2 separate regions of the Nothobranchius furzeri genome follow, and region 1 is linked to region 2. A link is a contact called in public Micro-C data. All regions are on one chromosome and are shown on one strand. The core of a region is the stretch at or near the end of the contact, and the rest is flanking DNA. Distances in the headings are between cores, read along the strand shown.

The links. A called contact is a pair of places that touch in the nucleus more often than the background predicts.
Region 1: a Micro-C map of tail fin shows a contact between it and region 2, with 9 times the contacts expected there. The contact joins the promoter of LOC107394781 here to the promoter of LOC107395303 in region 2. A contact is called at or near these places in 2 of 2 Hi-C or Micro-C datasets (skeletal muscle and tail fin).

Annotation. Positions count from the first base shown.
Region 1 is chr6:37,810,761-37,814,881 of NfurGRZ-RIMD1, reverse strand. LOC107394781 (L antigen family member 3-like) reads left to right here and starts at 2,485. Exons shown (of 3, transcript XM_015973877.3): 1 at 2,485-2,566; 2 at 3,191-3,319; 3 at 3,395-3,862. The coding sequence starts at 2,520. The coding sequence ends at 3,527.
Region 2 is chr6:37,618,455-37,623,061 of NfurGRZ-RIMD1, reverse strand. LOC107395303 (zinc metalloproteinase nas-14) reads right to left here and starts at 2,129. Exons shown (of 9, transcript XM_015974668.3): 1 at 2,019-2,129; 2 at 1,580-1,632; 3 at 1,340-1,405; 4 at 729-795; 5 at 546-663; 6 at 1-121. The coding sequence starts at 2,070. zcchc9 (zinc finger, CCHC domain containing 9) reads left to right here and starts at 4,336. Exons shown (of 6, transcript XM_015973903.3): 1 at 4,336-4,452.

The DNA.
Region 1 (4,121 bases), core at 1,236-3,735, 190 kb before region 2:
TTGCTAACTAGCTACCGCTCATCGAGGTGTGCAGTAAAAAAAAAAAAAGAAAAATTCGGAATATTTTCAATCACATAAGGAGATAAGCTCTGGGTGAACACTCTAGGAGGTCAACAACTCACAATAAGTTTAAGTATTGCAGTTGGGAGGGGATATAGCTGCTCCTATCCGCTTAGCCATGAAGTGAAACGTCCGTCTCTGTCGCCATCTTGGCTCCTCACCGGTGCACAAAGGTGCAGGTTTCTTTCTTTCTTTCTTTCTTTATCGAACATGCATGCAAATCAATAGACAACCCAAAGCATTCAAAAAGTATCCAAAAAGAAACCCACACATATGTATATGCATATATACTATATATATATATATATATATATATATATATATATATATATATATATATATATATATATATATATATATAGGTTTCAATTATCAACAGGAGAGGGAGGGGAAGAGGACAAACACAGAGAAACACAGAGGTACCAGACTGAAAGCAAAGTTTTAGAGCTAAACTGTGAGAAAGTTGTGCGTGTTTAACCTCATTAGAAAAAGTGTGGGTGTTAAAACACATAACTAGCTTTACACCAGGAAACAATAAACATAAGATAAAAACAAACAAGATAAGAATGAGATTAAAAATTTATAAAATAAAAGACAAAAATATTGTTCTCATGTACAGTATGTACAAGCAATCAAAATGGATTTAAAACAATTTTTAAGTACTCAGATGCACGCACATTGATCAGAAACTATTGATTGTAATGAATTATTGATGGTAGATAATGGTATGTAGGTAGTGAGCTTCTGTGATTTTTGCAGCTCATTCCAGTCATTGGAAGCAGCAAACTGGAATGAGGAGCGGCCGAAGGAGGTGCGAACTTTGGGAATTACCGTAGTGATTAAGTTACTGGAATGTAAATTGCACTGGTTTTTGGAAGTGAAGGGTACTGAGCGAAGAGAAGACGGGATTCTACCAATGACTGTTTTGTATATGAATTGATTTCAATGTAACAACCTGCAGGAATGGAGTGATGGCCAGTTAACGAGTGAGTACACATCACAATAGCTACGTTTACATGGGCACAATAATCCAAATGAGTTCCCTATCAGATCAAAAATTCTTCATGTAAACATGCCATTTGGAATATTCTGACCCGGTACGGCTTTCCGTATCAAGTCTGACCGGAATGAAATTTCATTCTGATTGAGAGAGGTGGTTTGTCCAAGCACCATTCTGATTGACGTCCATATACATAATCCTTTCGGATTGTTGGAGTAAAATAATGCCCACTGCGCATATGCGCAACTTCAGTGTGCTGTTTTTCCACCTTTACAGATGCTCAGGACAAGCCAAAAACATGGCAGTAGGTAAACAGAAGTTATCCTGCTCTCCTCCTCTGTGGCAGAGGAACAGTAACGTTACATACCCCTGAGCCTGCAGCTTAGATAAAACAATCACTAAAAACAAACGCATACAGGTAAAAACCCAGGGGGGGACCTTAAATCAACTAACAAAGCTAGAGAATAAGAAAATAAAATGCAACGTGCGGACAAGATGGTGTTTGTTAACATTTTTTTCTGGGAAAGACAAATCTGTACATGCTCAACCTTTTAAACCTGACTGGATGCTCGGTGTATGTATACTCACTGCATGATTAGATCGTTTCAGTGAGTATCCATGTAAACAGAGATTGGGGATTTCTGATCAACCAAGATTTAAAGTTAAAATTTAAAGTCCCATTAGTTGTCACACACAGTGATGTGTGTGTGCGAAATTTGTTCTCCACATTTGCCCATCCCCTGAGGGAGTGGTGAGCTGCAGACACACTGTGCTCAGGAACCATTTGGTGGTTTAACCCCCCAATCCAACCCTTAAAGCTGAGTGCTAAGCAGGGAGGCTTTGGGTCCCATTTTTTGGCATGACCCAACCAGGAATTGAACCTGATCTCTCAGTCTCAGTATGGATGCTCATACCACAAAACCACTCAGCTGGTTGAATCTGATAAGGGAAATATGGCACATGTAGACGAGTAGTGAAAGGGGCACCAGTGACAAAACGGATTTCTGAGTGATGAATGACATTGAGTTTATGTAGATTTTTGGAAGCAGTCCTATAAATGATATTACTGTAATCTAAGATGGGAAGGATTGTCATTTTGACCAAGGTTAGCTTTGCAGAATGAGTAAAGGATGACCTGCTGTGGTATAGAAACCCCATTTATTTGACTTTATAAAGTATTTCTGAGCAGCAACAGAATAAAGGGTGAATTATTTAAGTTATTTTAAATCAAGATGTTCATTTAGTGGATCTACAGCTGGACAACGCTGTCTGTACTTCGATTCATCAACATCTGTTTGAAACAGCAGCAGTGTTTTTTGTCAGTCCGAGACCAATGCCATCCTATCTGTTGCTGTTTGTGTTGTAGAACCACCACCCGTCGCTAGAGGGAGCACCTCATAAGCCCACACGTTGACATCACTTCCTTTTCCGGTTTACATGCTTAAACATAACTACAGCGATGGCGACCGGCGGAGATTCAAATTTGGAAGCAGGCAAACTGGAGTTGTATCCTTTAACTTAATGCTCAAACGTTTACCTCAGAGATACATACGAGCTGTGGGCTTTTATTGTTTTTAATCGTTTTAGTTTTTAGTTTGCAGATCGATTAAAACAACACAGTCATGGAGAGGCTCAGTTGTTCTTTTGCGTGCTTTTTCTGTGAATTTATTCTGTGAATTTAATTCACGTGTAGCGGGTGGTGTGTATTTTGGGTGTATACATTTTGAAGATGTTGAATATTTAGAATCGTGCTACCTGCTCCATTTGTCATGATTGAAATTGTTTGTTTTGGATCTCGCCAGTAGATTTCAGATTTATTGGCCAAGTAAAATTACATTTACAAGGAATTTGTCTTCGGTAGATGTACGCCCTCCGATCGGACCCCAGATCCCCAGGCTCTTTATTTTTAGGGAGAAACCATCATAAAACACGTTTTAACCTTAAATCTGAGTGTCACCAAGTGGAGAATACAGATCAGTTTTATTAGAGAACACCAACATATCTAACAAATGAACTCGTCGTTTTAGTGTCGAATACATGGAAAATAAGAGCATGTAAAAGTTAGATTTTTTTCCAGCTTTAATGCTTGGGTTCTATCTTGTTGTACAGTCTTCCTTGATTGTCTAGCAGCTCTCTGGATGTTCCTTTCCCATCATCCCACGAGGCGCTCATCGCTTTACGATCTCTGTCTCCTGATCAGGAACCGAGAAGAGGTGGCATAAGCAAACAGCTGAGCGTTTCTGGCAGCACTCTGTCTGTGTGAGGCTTTCTCCCTCATCCTGTTCTCAGTGCTGAGTCCATTCATCCCTCTGAACGTGTGTCGCTGTGTTTCAGGAGGTGGAGTGCAGACGAAGCTCGGATCCTCAGAGTGTCTGTCAGCTCATTTCTAGATCATCTATCGCTTGTTATAGAGACCATGGAGATGTTTGGACCCTCATTGCTCTGTGATGCAGCACAAGTCTGTTAACTCTGATCAGCGTTCTTTTCTGGAAATAGATGCACTTGGAACATGTTTAATAAAATACAACTTGTATTTATTAGTCCAGGTTTAATCTGGAAAATTCATTTGTAAAAGTGGACTTACATTTGTTTTAAATGTAAAGGCCCACTCCTGAAAGGCTCCATGAATTTGTTGTTTTTAAAGCCCAATTGTGAGTTGTGTGTATTTTTTTTTTGCAGGAAAAATCAAATTTCTTCATATTTTTTTCCAAGATGATTATGATTGTAAGTTTCATCTGTCAGGCGGTGTAAGATGTTGTAAAGGTGTTTCTCAATTAAATAAAATGCTATTTGACTTCTTAATAACGTAAAAGAAAAATTGATGTTTAAAGTGTTAAAATGTAACTTCTGTAAAAATTATGAAACATTGTGGTTCTTAATTACTTATAAAAGTCTAGTGTCAGGATAATAAAATTCAGTTTTAGTTTGAGTGAGTAGTTTATGAAATTTATTTTTAATCCCGATCAATCCATTTTACCCATTTGAAAAATAATTCTGATTTTGACCTAAACAGTTAATTCCTCCTGGATTATGAGCTAATAAATATCTAGAACACTTCAGG
Region 2 (4,607 bases), core at 880-3,379:
GGTGTGTTCATGATGGAAACCCAGGCTGTGAAGGATTTCATGGGCGATGTTACCCATACTGCACTGAGGCCCAATCAGCACAGCCTGCTGGCCACCAGTAAAGCCTATATATGTTGTGCAGCTGGAGAGAAACAACCAGAAGACTGTCAGCATCTGGTAATTATGAATGCTAGTTTTTAGTGTAAACAAGCCATGATAGCAGCTCTGAGCTGAGCAGTGATAAATGCAGTCCACCTAGTGCTCCTTTGCAAATGAATTGTTTGAAAAATGCCTGTTTTTTTTATCAGATTTCTTCACAGTTCATAAAAATATCAACTCATCTTGTGGTCTTTAAACTACTCCACCTGCTAGGTGATGAGCAAAGTTCGACCAAAAATAGGACAACCCCCCCCAAGGACTAAAATGTAATCTTTAAAATTTTATGGCTTTAAAGTTACATTCTGAAAAGTACACTAAGCAGATTTTTAGCCCCGTTTGAATCACCATGGAGATGTGATGAGTCCTCCTGATTTAGTAAACCTCCTACCAGTGTTTACTCTTCACACCTTTCAGAGACTTTGTAGAACAAGTAGTTGGGCTCATCAGGTTTCCTCTCGTGGAAAGAGATGCAGGTGTGGTTGGAGATCATTTCCATAGCAGCCAGGATGTCAGGCATTTGGTTCTCTGCACATGAAAGCAGCAATGAAACAAGGATTCACTAACTGGGGGGTGAAAATCTTATGTCTTACCCATTTCTGAACTTATTTCATATGGTATGTTTTTTGTTGGCCAAGGAATTCCCACAGCATTCCTCTTCTGTAGAGCAAACACAGGTAGGATAAACAGGACAGATGTCCTACTTGGCCTCAGAACTTCTAGGAAATTAGAAACATTTCAGATTACATGAGCACCAATTTTAATCCAATTTTGGTTTGGATCAAACCTTTCAGACTGAAAAGGTCTAGATGAGAGTCAGTCATGATGCTGAAGCTGCAACGTTTGAATGTCGTCACACCCAAGAGGCTATGTTCAAACTTTTCACACACCACCTTGTCAACCCAGAGGGTGACCATTAGAAAAATTAAATACATGTGTTCATTGATACAGTGATAGCTTGCTCCTGTTGTATTGTTGTGTGTCCCTTTTCTGTAAGTCTAGAAGCAGACCCCTGCTCATCATTGATTGTGTATCTTTGTGGAAAAATAAAACACATCATGGTGCGTTTGAGTTCAGTTGCACTGAAATGTATTTATCCGAGACAGTTTTGCAAAAATGAAACTGTCCAGTTAAAGAAAAATAATGCAGTCCGAGTTAACATTGTATTATGTTGCAGATGTGGCTCACTTTGTTAAGTACTTACCTTTCGATACGGTGTTACTTCTTCACAAGGATGAGGAAAATTCAGATCTGTTTGATTTGGCCTTTTCTGAGGAAAAACATGTAGTCAAAATGATGTAGTCATTTAAAATGTTTGACTTATTGACACTAGGCCAGGGCTTCAATTAAGTTACATTTTTTTAACCAAACACACACACACACTAATCCAATTAAACACTTTTTTTAAAGACCAAAAGAAATATTTGATGTACAATTTTGTTACCAATAGCATGACGTCTCGCTCCACCACAAGTGACGTTACACCACTCCTCAGCTCTGAAGGAATCATATTGTCATTTCAGAAATGAAATCCTCAAACTAGTAGAGGAGCTATGCGACAAAAATAATCACCAGTAAAATGAATTTAAATAGTTTTAAATTTAAAAATAAATAAAGGTAGAACAAATCTTAGTGAGTAGGGTACAGCAATTATCTAGCCTGGACATTTCTGTGTTACAGCAAGTCAAAACAAACAAACCAACCAAAAAAAAAAACTGTGTTGTCTGACAAATCAAATAAAAACAGTGTTCCAGGAATAAAATCTCTTATAAAAACATACCTTCTGAGTGATAGATATGCATTGCCACTGCATCACAAAAGCAGACAAACATCCTCAGTTTGTTACCAACAGTATAAACCACATTAGAGTGTGACTTCCTCACCATTTTTGACAATTTCTGCAAGCACAAGTGCCACAAAGAGCCAAAGCTGCATGTTCTCTGTGGAAATGAACTTTGCTGAGAAGATTTAAGCTCCAGGTGTTCAGTTATCCCACTGAGTGGATTCAGCTGTGAGCTGCAGGCTCCGTCCTCAGGCTGACATGTCTGAATCAGTCTGAGTGAGAGATGAAACGGTGTGTGTGTGTGTGTGTGTGTGTGTGTGTGTGTGTGTGTGTGTGTGTGTGTGTGTGTGTGCGCGTGTGTGTGTGTGTGTGTGTGTGTGTGTGTGTGTGTGTGTGTGTGTGTGTGTGTGTGTGTGTGTGTGTGTGTGTGTGTGTGTGTGTGTGTGCAGCCAAGTGGCTACTTTACCAACTGTCTACACACTCAGAAATTAAAGTACAAAATTGTACATTTATGGGTACAATGTCTCTTTTCAAAAATAATCAATTAGTCAACACATTTTATTAATTTATTGTTAAAGGGACTATAAGGAAGTTTGACAGCCAAAACATGTATAGAAATAATAAATTTCTTCTTCATACATTCTCCTGCAATGCCCTGGTCCTGTAGAATGAGCCCTGGCATTTTTACTGTGATTGCCTATTTTTCTGTAAAATCACAGAAAAAGAGAGATGCTCAGGTCGAGCAGGCTGCTTCATGCGCGTTCACGCTCAGTCATAGCCCGTAGCAATTGCTATCCGTAGCTTTAGCAGCAGAGAGAGGCAGTGCCACTTTGTCGCTGTTCCTAACGCCTAGTGACAAACCTAGCTACATGAGGACCCTTAGCTACTTTCTGTAGAACTTTCTTCTAGATATTTCCTGCACATTTGCAACAAAATAGCCATTTTGTGCCAAACCATTCTTTAGATTGACGTTGTTTCAGCTGTCATCAAGGATATAAATGTTACAGATACAATGAATGTCACTGGCGCTTCAGTTCATCTTGTAAGGTGTCTAATTCACAAACAGAAAACTCGGGTTTGATTCTGGGTGTGAACATAATTTGTTATTTGGAGTTTTTTTTTTTACATTAATGATACATTTTTTTACAGTAATAAGATGCCCACATTTTTATTTGAGACTTGCCGAAAGGCATTGAATTCACAGATAAAAAAGATGTGGGTTCAACTTTCATTTTGGAACAATTTTTCAAGAAAGGGAAGGGAATGATCTGAGCATGCAGGAGGACTGACCCATCATAAACCTTTGTCGGCTGTACTGAAGAGAAAGGTACAGAACCAAATTATTTAATTAATTAGCTGCGTGTTCTCCTGTCCACCGGGCCACACACACACACACACACACACACACACACACACACACACACACACACACACACACACACACACACACACACACACACTGCACGTTGGGCCGGCCGACGAGAAAATGCAGCTGCAGAGACAGAAGCACATTATTTTCATTAATTTGCTGTGTTCTTCTGTCCTCCGGGCCACACACACACACACACACACACACACACACACACACACACACACACACACACACACACACACACGGGACTGTCTCAGCTGTTATTTTCATTAAGGAGTGTGCACGTACAGCATGCACACCTCATGCACAAACTTACTTTTTAAGCTGCAGTTACGCGTTAGGACTGAGTGGAGATCGCGAGCATAAAACTTCAAACTTCCTAACAGTCCCTTTAATTATTTCTAATCCAGCAAATTCTTTTACAACTTTCTTTCAGTGCTTACAAAATGGTGAACAGTGAAACTATGAAATCTGTTTTGAGAAGTATAGCTTTGCTTGTTTTTTAGTGAAAGAGATTATAACCAGAAATTATACCTTTTTAAAGAATTGGTACAAATATGTACCTTTCAAACAACGAAGAAAGTGCAGTTACTGTTGTTTTAGGAAGATTATTGGGATTTCAAGAGGTATCATAAGGTTTGAGTGTGGGTTGTTAATGACAGAATTCTCACACCATAGCTGTCAAAACAGTTATTTTTATGTACATTAGCTGTGACATCTGTTATTGAAATCTCTCCAAATGTTAATAAGTTGCACAAAGATAGACATTCAGGGTTTGGTTTGTCCTTTTGCCAAAAGACAGAAGGGTTGGCTGACTGTGCTACTGGTAAAGATCCACAACCGGTCATGATGAATGTGGAACAAACAGATCTGGATGTTCACTAAAAGAATCCTGTTTTGTTACAATGACAGGAAATTTAAACGGATGGCACAAACGTTTACCAAATAAAACATATGGGTTAAAGTAATAAATATTTACGTTTAGCTACTATAAAAAGTATATTCTCAACTGAACGTTGTCCTCGAGTCGTGTCACTTTGATCAGTAGGTGGCGACAACACGCAAAACGACATTGTTACAACGCTAAATGAGGCCGGGGAAGAAGAAGCGGTACTGATCACTTCCGGTAAAAATAGAAACACATGGGATCAAACGGCTGAAGGTAATGCTTTTGGTGCTACTTTGATAATTTAGACTTAATTTACCAAAGAATATTAGTGTAGGTTTTTGTTAAAGTGTTTTTAACGAAAATCAGGAACATTCGGTGGTTAGCTAAAAGCTAACTCAGCTTGAACAACTAGATTACTAATCCACCGT